2 separate regions of the Anser cygnoides genome follow, and region 2 is linked to region 1. A link is a contact called in public Hi-C data. All regions are on one chromosome and are shown on one strand. The core of a region is the stretch at or near the end of the contact, and the rest is flanking DNA. Distances in the headings are between cores, read along the strand shown. Region 1 holds the start of SH3KBP1 (SH3 domain containing kinase binding protein 1). Region 2 overlaps SH3KBP1 (SH3 domain containing kinase binding protein 1).

The links. Hi-C and Micro-C count contacts between places; a contact is called where the count stands out from the background.
Region 2: a contact with region 1 is called in a Hi-C map of liver, with 1.8 times the contacts expected there. The contact joins the enhancer-like site here to the promoter of SH3KBP1 in region 1. A contact is called at or near these places in 3 of 7 Hi-C or Micro-C datasets (all in liver).

Annotation. Positions count from the first base shown.
Region 1 is chr1:128,605,506-128,608,778 of Taihu_goose_T2T_genome, reverse strand. It overlaps SH3KBP1 (SH3 domain containing kinase binding protein 1), which reads right to left and starts at 1,637. Exons shown (of 19, transcript XM_066981109.1): 1 at 1,069-1,637. The coding sequence starts at 1,072.
Region 2 is chr1:128,688,261-128,691,533 of Taihu_goose_T2T_genome, reverse strand. The region is part of intron 3 of SH3KBP1 (SH3 domain containing kinase binding protein 1); the gene reads right to left. Among named protein-coding and RNA genes, the nearest start is that of SH3KBP1, 83 kb to the right of the region's middle. Within about 2 kb of position 1,648, at least 1 of the 3 cell types and tissues checked has open chromatin away from gene starts, as enhancers often do. A contact at or near this core is called in liver, where this site is marked.

The sequences.
Region 1 (3,273 bases), core at 388-2,887:
TTGTGCCACAAAGATTAAAAAAGAAAGGTAATATTTGCACTGTGGATTAAGGAGAAATCTGAAGAGTCTTCTTGCGTCACAATACAAAGTTAAGAACCAAAAAACATGCCCTGAGAGGGCAGGAAAACAAAAGTGATATGGCAAAACTCGATTGCCTGCGACACACCATACTGACGAGAGATTTCGCTCCATCCCTCAGCTGTAACCAGCCACCTCGCTGCGCCTAAAGCCCTGTCAGAGCTTGGAGCAGCGTTACCTCGCAAGCACCCCAGCCCTAACAGAGTCCTCTACGCACACCCGATTAAACGTGGCAGTCTGGGGGTGCTGGCCTGCGGTCAGCAGCCTCGGAGGCGGCTCGGACGGATGGAGCTGAGCGAGTTGCGTATGCCTGGATGCCTTTCAGCCTGGACCGGAGCGCTCGGTGGAAGTCCGTGGCGAAGAGGCAGCGCTTCATCCTGCGGCGTGCAGGTGCGGCAGCTCCGCATCGCTGGGGGGGCACCTGGCGGGCTGAGCTCCCCAGGAACAAAGAGAGGGTGATCTCCCCCCTCTCCTCCCGGTGTGGCAGCAGGTAACGCGCTGTAAGATGTCTGCCCGCACGGCGCGTTATATCCAGCCCCTTCAGCGACGCTGCCCTCAGCCTGCACCAGCCCGGGGGTACCAGCCCGCGCCCGGCACCGCCACCTCGCCTCACCCCGGCCCCTCAGCCGGGCACAACGCGGCCCTTCGGCCCCCGGCCCCCCGCTGCCTCCTCTCCCTCCCTCGCCGCCCAGGTAGCGGCCGCTGCCCGCCCCGGCCGGAGCCGCCTCACGCGGCCCGCGGGAGCCACCTCACGGGCAGCGCCTGCCGCGACCCACCGCCCCCCGCCCAACCACCGACCCCACAACGGCCCCAACGGCCCCGCAACCGACCCCACAACGGCCCCAGCCCAGGGGCTGCCCAGCACGGGTCGGGGTCTCCCCCGCAGGCGAGCGGCCAGCCGGGGGGGGGGGGGGGGGGGAGAAGTTGGGAGCCACGAGGCGGGCGGGGGCAGCCTCACCCTGCCGGCTCCTGCCCCCGGCCCAGACTCACCCATTGATGTGGAGCCGGGCAGCGCCGGAGGCAGGCCGAAAGTTTGGGGCGGCGGCGGAAGGGGGAAGAAGCGGCTGCTGGCGGTGCTGGTGGCGGTGGCGGTGCTGCTGCTGCTGACAGCGCGGCCCCCTCCCTGCTCGCCCGCCGCTCCCTCCTCCCGCAGCTCAGCGCCCGCCGCAGCCGGGCTGCGTGCCGCGTCCCGCCGCCCTCGGCATGCGTGTTCGCGGGGAGGGAGAGGAGGCAAAAAAATAATAATAATAATAAAAAAATAAAAATAAATAAAAATAAAACGAGGCGAGGGAAGGGGCTCAGCCGTCAGCCACCTGGGTGGGTTCCCCCGCTGCCGGGCGGAGCGAGGCGGGGACAGAGCGCGGCCGAGCCCGGGCGCCTGCCGGGGAGCCGCGGGGGTGGGCGGCTTGGCCGGGGGGGCTCTGCCCGCTGCTGCCGCCTGTGGCGGTGCTGCCGCTGCCGCCGCTACCGGAGCGGCTCGGCTCGGCACGGCTCGGCTCGGCTGGGCGCTGCGGGAAGTGTCGCGAGACTGCGCCAGAGCCGCCGGGAGGGAGCGAGGGAGGGACGGGGCAGGCCGCGGGGCCGGGCCCGGCGGGGCAGGGCAGGGCAGGGCAGGGCGGGGAAGGCAGGGAAGGGAAGGGAAGGGGTCCCCCGGGCAGCCCCCCGCCGCCACAGGTGCCCCTCACAGCCGTGGAGGGCCCCTCGGCGGGCTGGGGAGGAAGGAAGGAAGGAAGGAAGGGAGGGAGGGAGATAAACAGATAAAGAGCGGCTGCTTCTCGGAGCTGTGCTCGCCCCGGGGCTTTGCAGGAGCCGCACGAGGGGAGCGCAGACCCTCAGCGGCGCGTGGGGGGGGCGGCGGGAGCAGGTTAAGGGCTGAACTGCTGCACAGCGTAGGTAACAGCTCCCGGTATTAGTGAAAGGCTGAGCAAAGGGAGCTGTACCGGCCTCAGGGGGGTGACCGGGGTACGGAGAGAAGAGCGTCAGGAACGCGAGCGCCTTCCCCTGCCCCACCCAAGAGGGTTCAGCGGGAGAAAAGGCTTTTGGGGCTGAGGAAGTCCCAAGGGAAAAGAAGCAAGGGACTCCTTGGGCATGGACGTGCACGTTTTTTTAAACTATGATAATGGAGAGCTGTTTGGGAGAAAAAAATAACCGAGTTTCACTGATAAGAACCTTAAGTGTTTACAGATTTCTTCTTGATTGATAAATCTTATTTTTTCACAGCTAGGAAAACTTCATTTTAACTTACCATTTTACCTGCTGCAGCAAGATGGGACATCGGAACTGATTCATATGCTCCAGCAGCTTGGCTTTAATTCTTATCCTTTACAAAAATCTAGTTATAAAACCTCTATAGAGATTATAAAACCTATACCATAAAACCTCTCCGAAGAATACTCAATTTAGAGAAATTTAGAATATGCACTTTAGAGAAAACTTAAAAAAAAAAAAAAAAAAGGCAAGTTCAGCTATGAAAAGGAATACAGTGGAATACAGGTCTGACATAGGTGTAGACAGCCTCCAGTTCGGAGTTCCACTGAAAAGTGAGAAACAAACCAACTCAGTACCGGTTCCAGGAACACTAGGACACTGAATTGCAAGCCCCTGGCAGAGTTCAGAAACTTGCAGGGAATAGAAAAAAATATTTTATCTCCATACGTACACAGAGCATCTTTTAGCCAGCCACATACTGCCAGAAAGCCCACATTCTCTCCCACACACTTTAATAAAACAACGCTGGTTTCCGTTATCCACAACTCATTGCAGAAGGGCCTTTAAACTTAATTATTTGTGTTACAGCTTTAATTCTGCAAAGCCAACAACAGGAAAAGCAGCAGCTTTTACCTGGTGATTTCAGCTGGTTTGTCATGTGAGGCTCAGGTCTATCAGACCCAAGTAACATGTCAAACTAAGACAGATCGATGCGTCCAGCTTTGAGAGGAATTAAGACAGTTCTATTGTTAGCATGCCAATTTTATTGGGAGTTAGGCTTTCCAAGGCTCCAGCTGTGTAGTTTAAGGTGGATTAAATGTTGTAACTGAGAAACTCGGTGCATCCCAGTAGCTCCATTTCTAGAACTGTTTAGGGCTAGTAGTAGAAGTGATAAGGAATAACACAAAGTAGTGAGTTTTCCAACTACATGTTACAATGCATGGAAGAAAGCCAATTTTGCAATCAGACTCCCACGTTCAACTCAGC
Region 2 (3,273 bases), core at 399-2,898, 83 kb before region 1:
ATATTTTTACTTGTATAACAATTGTTGTTAGTTTACTTGCAAAACACAGCCTATCAACTCCAGTATTGCAATTTGAACTATGTATAGGCCAAATACATTATACCCAGATATAGAAAATAATTCAGTGAATGAATAAGGAATACCCCAAAATTGGAACAAAACTTCCACAAAGTAAGCCATAGCCGTTGAACACTTAAGCTCGTTACATGCAGGTTTCATTGATGTACCTTTATAGCTGATTGAAGATCGTACTGAATTTATACAGATCTGAAATAGTTGCACAACTTTGGATCTGTTTTTAGATTTTGAAAGTTGGAAAAGATGGAATTCCACCATGTTGGAAAAAGCATTAAAAGAAAAAAAAAAAGAAGAGATGTCTTCCAGTGTTTTTTCTGTTCCAAGACCTGACTAATTTTCTTATGATATTTAGTAACAGTAACAATAGCAATAATTTTGCTTTTTTTTTTTTTTAAACCAATCTGAAAATGCTCTAAGGAAAATAAAAGGCCTTCCTAACCTGTTATTAACAGGGTACAACAATGCCAATTCTAACTAAAGCCAAGGATATATATATATATATATATATATTAAATTCAGTTTTACAGAAGATTAAGAACAACAGTTCTATATGCCAAGCAAAAATTCTGGGGTTGTGAAAAGATACACGAAAAGACCCACACCTAGCCAGGAAAGGATTTTCTTGGCATATGAACTGTAGGAAGAAGCATAAGAATGGTCTCTCCCAGGTTCTGGCATAGCATAAGCAAGACAACCACAGCTCACATTCATGAAATTTCAGACAAGTCATTCAGTGCCTCGGCCTTTTTCCTTAGACAGGGATTGATGGAGCAGCACCTGAAGCACCCACCAAAACTGCCTAGGGCTGGTGCAGCCCTGGGAATTGTCAGGGAATGCACAAGGATGACTTAATGTTTCCCTAACCCCATCTCTACACTTGAACAAATTGTTCTTTTCTGAGCCTTTCAGCAGTAGAGCATGAAAACACTGGAACACTATATTAAAATGCTCTGTTTTCCAGATTTTAATTATCACCACCCCCACGCATGATCACAACAGATCTCAGCATAACCCAGGCAGGTATAACCCAGGTTTTGTCAATAGGTAGCCTGAGAAAGAGATAGCTGAAATACCTGGAAGTTTTGAGTAATTTTTGATATGCCACTGCAATTAATCAGAAAAACTCTGTGCATCTGAAAAAAAAATCAATACACATTAATAACTGAAAAATTCATGTGTGGCAATTTGGCCAACAGAACAATTTAATGGAAGTTACAGAGGAACTCTGGCAGATCACAGAATCATAGAATATCCCGAGTTGGAAGGGACCCATAAGGATCATCGAGTCCAACTCCTGGCACTGCACAGGTCTACCCAAAAGTTTAGACCATGTGACTAAGTGCACAGCCCAATCGCTTCTTAAATTCAGACAGGCTTGGTGCAGTGACTACTTCACTGGGGAGCCTGTTCCAGTGTGCGACCACCCTCTCGGTGAAGAACCTCTTCCTGAAGTCCAGCCTAAGATCTAAGATCTTTTCTAAGATCTAAGATCTTTTCTAAGAAAATAAAACCATTATTTCTTAGGTGTAGCCCTAACTTCTAGATCATACTTACAAGCCTGTAAAGAGATGAAATCCCTAAAAAATATTAACTCTTACAGATATATCAAGGCCAAGCATAGCACCATTTCCTAAATTTTGTTCACCACAGCAGTCATTTTTACTGTATATTTCTGTTAGGTCACTAGTACATGCAGTCAGCAAGAAACATTAAAGGATTAGAAATGTTCTGTTTTTACTTTTCTCAGTGAAAAGCAAGCAAAATCAAATCCTGGTCAATCTTCTCCTGGTCTTTATAACAAAAACCTGCGTAACTGATGGACAGTAATCTACAACTAAAAATACCACAACCGATCGATGCCCTCAGCGTGTAGTGGAAGTACTAACATGGGTAGGCTACTACTGGTGGCATTAAGCCAACTTTAAATTATCCCTAGATTACATCTGTGACCCACAAAAGCAATCACCACTACTTGTTTGATGACACAAGCCTTCACAAGAAGCATTTCGATTTTTCACTGAATTTATTACAGGAGTCCCTAATTGCAACATAGTGCTTAGAAATAATTAACTTGAAGAAACAAGATAACAAAGTTGGATTCATAACAACTTTTTTATTCAGAAATTCATTCTTTTCATCTTACCTTCTTAGATGTTTCTTACAAATAATTCATCTATTTTCCTTGAATACCACTGCTGGACACTTGTCAATATTCCTCAAGGAAAAACTCTCTACAAGCCAACAGCCCAAGAGGCCAAGATTCTTCTGCTCAAAATGTCACTGCCTGCTAAAGTGCTGCCACTTATTTGAGGCCAACCAAGTTAAGTAGCAAAACTACGCAAAGTAACACCACAGCCATAGAAAAGCACTTACCATCAACTTGGTAGTAGAAACATCAAAACTTCACACCTACATCACTGGACCTGCTCTGAGGTTCCAAGCAGCAAAATTACATTGCCCAAGCAAATAAATCAGATTGACTATTTTCACTGCCGAACAGTGGCTACAGATCTTTAGATACATCCCTCTCCTCTTCCCTTCCGAACAAGAAGAAGGAAGAAAGTACTCTTTTTCAGGTCAGGTCACACTCTATGATCAGCAAACAGATTGAGATAGGGTTGTTTAAAAATCGCAGCACAAGGACACTTGAAGAAAAGAATCCCCGTGGCATTTAAGATTCCCTCTGCAGCTAAATATTGCAACTCCTTCTACATGGAGGGAGTTATTTGCCACACAGCTCTTAGAAGACTCCTTATTATTGAATGCAACAGTAGCTACTTGCTTAGCTGTTGTCACTTGAGCAAGGAGACTTTGGCACCATGCTCAAACTGACCACAGAAAACTAAGGGAAACCTCTCTTGGCCTCGTTATTCTCTGTGCATCCTTAGCTCTGTACATCCATAGCTGTGCTGCTAGAGGAGAGTATAGCATACTGCAACTGCTTGCTCTGCAGCAATGGAAATAGCCATGGAGAAGCAGACAAAATAAATTTATCAACCCTGACACTATGTAGAGGTAGCCATGAAAAGCGCAATCCCCATTAATGAAATTCAAAACAGTAACATTCTAATATGAGATCTCCTGATTTCCACACCTAACCCCTTCCTCAAGGTACAGATCTTGATACCAGTCTTTGCTGATTCTCCTTTCAATAAATATGAAGTTTGTCTTCTCCAGCTACAAGGACAAAAAGAG